Linked DNA regions of Sus scrofa: region 1 is linked to region 2. The links are chromatin contacts, called in public Hi-C maps. All regions are on one chromosome and are shown on one strand. Each heading gives the region's core, a stretch centred on a gene start, on an enhancer-like site or on the middle of the called end of the contact. The rest is flanking DNA. Distances are from core to core; before and after follow the strand shown.

What was found. Hi-C and Micro-C count contacts between places; a contact is called where the count stands out from the background.
Region 1: a Hi-C map of embryonic fibroblasts shows a contact between it and region 2, with 3 times the contacts expected there. The contact joins the promoter of COTL1 here to the enhancer-like site in region 2. A contact is called at or near these places in 4 of 5 promoter capture datasets (fetal liver, fetal skeletal muscle and liver) and 16 of 47 Hi-C or Micro-C datasets (alveolar macrophages, blood, embryonic fibroblasts and 10 more).

What each region holds. Positions count from the first base shown.
Region 1 is chr6:4,097,995-4,100,891 of Sscrofa11.1, reverse strand. COTL1 (coactosin-like protein) reads right to left here and starts at 1,551. Exons shown (of 4, transcript XM_003361733.4): 1 at 1,209-1,551; 2 at 864-946. The coding sequence starts at 1,285.
Region 2 is chr6:3,963,685-3,966,384 of Sscrofa11.1, reverse strand. No RefSeq gene overlaps it. Among named protein-coding and RNA genes, the nearest start is that of CRISPLD2, 20 kb to the right of the region's middle. Within about 2 kb of position 1,279, at least 9 of the 83 cell types and tissues checked have an H3K27ac peak or open chromatin away from gene starts, as enhancers often do. A contact at or near this core is called in embryonic fibroblasts, where this site is marked.

The sequences.
Region 1 (2,897 bases), core at 302-2,801, 130 kb before region 2:
CCTGCTGCACTGCCTTTGTCTGAATATATCTCTTTCCAAGCCAGAGACTGGGGACCATTCAAGAGCCCATTGTCCAACCCCAGCTTTAAAGAGCCCCATTACCAATGACTTTAGCTTCCAGGGAAGGGGGGAAGGGGATGTGGTCATAGAGCCACGGCTTCTTTCCTCTTCATGGTTCCACACACCCCAGGGAAGGGCCCAAAGTTTACAGATCTTAAGCATTTTGCTGGACGATTTCTTAAATAGGTACACACCTGTGTGACCACCTCCCAGATAAAAATATGGAACATTTCCAACCCCACCCGAACCCACCCCCACCTTCCGCATGCCCGCTCCCAGGGAGCGGCTACCCACCCCCAAGCGTGACCACTTTTCACACTTTTCACACCACAGATTAGCTTTGCCTTTTCTATCATTTCATATAAATGGGATCACACGGGGTGTACTCTTTCATACTTGGCTCTACAAATAAGCACATATCACCAGCACAAGGACAATGATTGTGGGGGGCGGGGGCCGCTGAGAGTTTCCTTCTCCTGCAATAAACTCCAGGATTGTTTTTATTTGGGCTTGCTGACCTAAGAAAGGGTAAAGTGGAGAGGGCTGGAGTTTGAAACCGCGTGAGCTGGTGCTGGAAAACTAGTGACTCACAGGGGGTAAAGGAGCCGTCGTGCCTAGAAAGGGTACTGTGTGGTCACCTCCGACGGCTCCGGATGCCCAGACGGGAGAGGTTTTTATGAGGCTTTAAAACGCTCTTATCTGGTTCCACTAAGCCAGGGGCGCCTTTGGCCTCTGCCGCTTCTCCCTGGCATTGACAGTTTCTCCAAAGATGGGGAACTCCCCTAGAAGGCGCTTCTCCCTACCTGTGCATTGTTGGATGAAGTCCTGATATTCCGCTCCCTGCTCGCCGGGGACGATGGTGGAGCCGTCGTATTTAAAAGTCACCCTTTGGATTGGGAGAAGAGAAAAACACACACACACACATCAACGTTGGTAGCGGCATGGTGCCGAGCTTCCAGCAGGACAATCTAAAAGATGCTCTGGCTAGGGAGAAGCCAGCGCTGGCTTTCCACGCTGTCCTGGGTTAAGGCTGCGGGAAGACAGCACGGGATGACCCTTAATCCGTCCGGTCTGGAAGACGGCTCAGTGCCCCCGGCCCCTCGCGAGCTCGGGGAGCGGGGCTTGGAGAGCAATGGAAAGTTCCTCACCAGATGACGGCCGAGCTGTCGTCGCGCACCAGGTTATACGCCGTCCGGCAAGCCTCTTTGTCGATCTTGGTGGCCATCGCCGAGGGGCTGCAACGGGGACACGCTGCCCTGAACGAGCGATAAGCGCACTCTGTGCCGGCTGCAAGGAGCGGAGCGGTGCGTGGACGCGCCAAGGGTGTGCGGGTGGCGGTGGCAGCGGCGGCGGCGACAGAGGCGCAGGGCGAAGCGAGCTGCGAGCTCCGAGCTCCGAGCTCCGAGCGCGGCGGTGGCACGGAGTGCGCAGGGAACGCGGGCCAGATGCAGGCCGCGCCGCCCCGCCCCCTCCGGCCATTGGCCTCCTGGGACGCATCTCGCCCGGCCCCCTCTCGCTATTGGCCGTAGGGCCCCGGGGGCGGGGCGTCTTTACTCGCCGGCGGCCAATCCCGGCCCGGGTGGGTTGCGCAACTCTGCGGTGGGGGCTGGAGAAGGGGCTTTTTCCTCCCTCCTCCCCCTCCCCTTCCCCTCCCTGTCTCCGTCTTCTCTCTCTTCCTGAACCCTCTCCTCCTTCCCCTACTCCCCCAACTCCTTCCCAAGCCCTCCCCCATCTTCTCCCGCAGCCCTCTTTCTCCTTTCCCTTCCTCCCCCTCTCCCCCACCAAAGGCCTCGTTCCTCCCAGTTCTCCCCTTCTCCCTACCGTCTATTCCCACCTCTCCTCCTGGCCCTTCTCTCCTCCTCCAGCCCCCCTCCTCCTTATCCCCCCGCCGCAACAACCCTTTCTGCCTCCTCTATTCCCCCCTCCTCCCTTCCCTCTCCCACCTTGCATCCCCCTCCAACCTCCCTCCCTCCATCGCTCTCCTCCCCGCCCCCCACACACACCCTGCCTGCTGGGCTACAGAGCTCCACAGGGGACCTCCAAGGGGGTGACTTCACGCATCCAACCCTAGGAGACTGCTCCTACCCCCAGGGTTTGGCTCCGCGGTTTCTAGGTAGGAAGGAATTGGAGAGAATTAAGCATCTTAAACAGGAGGGGATAGAAAGATGGACTGCTTCCAAAACGCTGGTGGGATCACTGTTTACTTTGTGTGCTGGTTATTTGCATTCACCTCTTATCTCCCCTGTGGGTGCAGGAGCTGACTCATTCTGCCTTCTTCCTTCCCTCACTGACTCACTCATTCATTCCCTCTTGCAGTCACGCCATAAAGACCAGTTATAGGGTCGAGGCAGGTAAAAAAGCCCGCCTCTTAAACTGCATCCACCACTGCCTCTTTTTAACACTGGGCCCTTGGACAAGCCTGTGAACTGCCTGATTACTCTCCTCCAATGGAATAATACTACTAATATCATAGGTTTGTTTTATGGTTTAGTGGAAGGGATATTTGTAAACAAACATATTGGACATTCAACAAAAGGTCACCATTGTTGGTTATTCATTAAAGTAATTCCTAGATAGAAACCCAGAAGGTCAGGGACAACATCTAACTAATAAAACTCTCAATGGCAGGAGTTCCCGTGGTGGCGCAGTGGTTAACGAATCCGACTAGGAACCATGAGGTTGCAGGTTCGATCCCTGCCCTTGCTCAGTGGGTTAAGATCCGGCGTTGCTGTGAGCTGTGGTGTAGGTTGCAGACGCGGCTCGGATCTGGCGTTGCTGTGGCTCTGGCGTAGGCCGGCAGCTACAGCTCCGATTGGACCCCTAGCCTGGGAACCTCC
Region 2 (2,700 bases), core at 30-2,529:
TTCTAATGCTATAAATTTCCCTCCAAGCATGGGCTTAGCTGCATCCTACCAAATTTGATACTTTGTATTTTCACTTTCGGTTCAATACATTTTCCAATCTCTCTTGAGCAGCATGGAGATGAGCCTGGGAGCTCCTATACCACTTGGTGGGGCGCTTTCTCCAGTTCCCTCCTCTTCCCACCTCCCCTACCCAGAATCGCCTCTCCACCTCCCATGGCCGGAGAGCCTGGGCTCTGATTCCTTGCCCTGCGAGCTCTTCCTGCCCCATCTGCCGCCAGGACCAAGTGGCAAGAGGGCTGAGTGAGGGAGATGCTTTGGGGAGGCCCCCACGTTCTTGGAACCGCCGTTTTTCTGCTTAGAGGGAAGTTTTTCCATCTTTGTGGTTCTAAGTGCCTGCTTCCCCCCCCCCCCCACCCCCACCCCCGCTGCAGACTGCTTGGCGGCTGTGATAGGAGACAGTAGGAAAAACTTACCAAGGGGAGATAACCCAGGCTGTCCCCCACTCTGACTCTCAGACTCCCTGTGGTGTTGCTCAGAGTGGAAACAGAGGGGTTCCCTTGGAGCCCTCTCTGCCCCGCCAGGTGGGGGTTCCCTTCCAGCTGCCTGTGAGCTCAGGCCAGGACCTCCGGGGACAGCCAGGGAGACCCGCCACCTGGCCAGGAGGCTTTGCCTTCTGACTCCTCCAGCCTGTCTGCCTGCATGTACTTCTGGGTTGATTTCACGGGAGAGCCGGGAAGGACAGTGCCGGTCCATCTTGTCAGAACCAGGCATCCACGGTTTCGTCTTTGATAACAATCATCTACGTGGGAGCCCGAGGCAGCCGGGGGTGGGCGTCAGACACTCGGTGCCTCCTGGCATCACAGGGACCCGGAGGTCATCAGTTGGAAGCTTCGAGACCGCTTTCCTCTGCAGTGGTGTGAGGTCCACTCTGATTTGGCCTCCCTGGGTGTGCGCGCCCATCTCCATCCCACGTTTGCGTGTTGAGCTGAATCTGCTGCTCTCCTTCGGAAGAGTGGAGCTGACCAAGGAGCTGGCCGAGTCTCTCAGGTCACAAATGGACAAATGGAGGCACAGAGAAGCCACGTGCGGCAGAATGAGGGTGCCGCCTGGTCTCCTGCCTCTTGGGGCCAGGCTGTGGCAGCGCTGGAGGGTGCTTGGGGTCGCGGCTAACAGATCGTGACTCATTTAGGGAACATGACTCATCTTGGGTCGAGTGCACACGGCCAAGAGTCTGTATTTGAAATAGGGCTCGTGAGAACTACCGCTTCTAAGCCCTTAATGCACCCGGGCCATTATGTACTTCACTTACTAAGCCCTTTGTAATCCTCTCATTTATCTCCATGGCAGCCTGTGAGGTAGATCACGCTTACTCTCCTCATGATGTGGGGAGTAAGGCCCAGAGAAGGCAAGTGACTTTCCCCGGGGCACACAGCAAGGAAGTGCTGTGGCAGGGATTGAAACGCAGACCCATTTTTATGGTTCCTCTTAGCCAGGATACACTGAAAAATAAAATTCCAAAGGCAGCAGCTTCTACGTGAACACAGGGGGCAGGCTGGCTCTTCTTTCGAGGATGGACTTCGGGAATGTCAGCCTTCTGCCGATCACAACTTCCTGATGCCTAACCAGCAGGTCAGCCCGAGTCAGCAAACCTTCTTCCCAGAAGCCTCGTAAAGAGGCCGGATCATTAACCTCTCGTTACTGGTGGGAAGTGTTAGTAAAAGACGAGTTACCCTTGAAACGTTTGTACTTGCTGGCGTTTTGTTTTGATTAAAAATTCCGGGAAGCCTAGGCGTCTTCCTGCGTAGAGAGCCACTTCCCGCCAGAGCTGGCTGCTTCTGCAGGTCCTGCCACTCATGGGAGCTTCGTAACTGTCCCTTCTGCTGACCTGTGCCATCCCGGCCCCCGAGGGACTGAGTCAGAGAGGGCCGAGCCCCCGCCCTTCTTGCCGGGACCTGGGGGCCCGACTCCGGATCATTTTGGTAAACTTCACAAACAGCCCACCAGGGGGCCACCGCAGGACCCCATCGGGCCAGCAGCACTTCATCCCTGCCGTCCCTGCACAGACGGACCGGGTGGCTGAGGTGGACCTGGTGGCTTGTTCTCAGTTAATAGAAAAGTAGCAACATGTGGGTTCAATCCTGGGCCTCGCTCAGTGGGTTAAGGATCCTGCGTTGCCCTGAGGTGGCTCGGATCCCGCGTTGCTGTGGCTGTGGTGTAGGCCGGCAGCGGTAGCTCCGATTGGACCCTTAGCCTGGGACCCTCCATGTGCTGCAGGGATGGCCCTAAAATGTATGTGTGTGTATATACACACACACACACACCCTCACGCACACATAGACACACACACGCATATGTGTATATGTTTGTGTATATACATACACACACACACGTATGTTTAGGTTGTACTTTTGATACTTTTTCTCTGTTTTTGCTTAATATGTTTTAGGAGTTTTCCCCCAGCCTCTGGAAAACACCAGCCTTTTCAGCAGTTGTTCGGGGGGTTTCAGTGTCCATCTTTAACTGGTCGCAACCTACTTAATCTTGAATGACTCCAGGAAAACGCAGGACCCTTGCAACCGTGTGTTTTCATGTGCCCTCCCCCACACTAAATGCTACCGTAAAGCACACATACAATTTCTACACACGTTGTAAACCAGCGACTCACTGTCAGAGCATGTGCTTTCGTCTGCTTTGTCAATT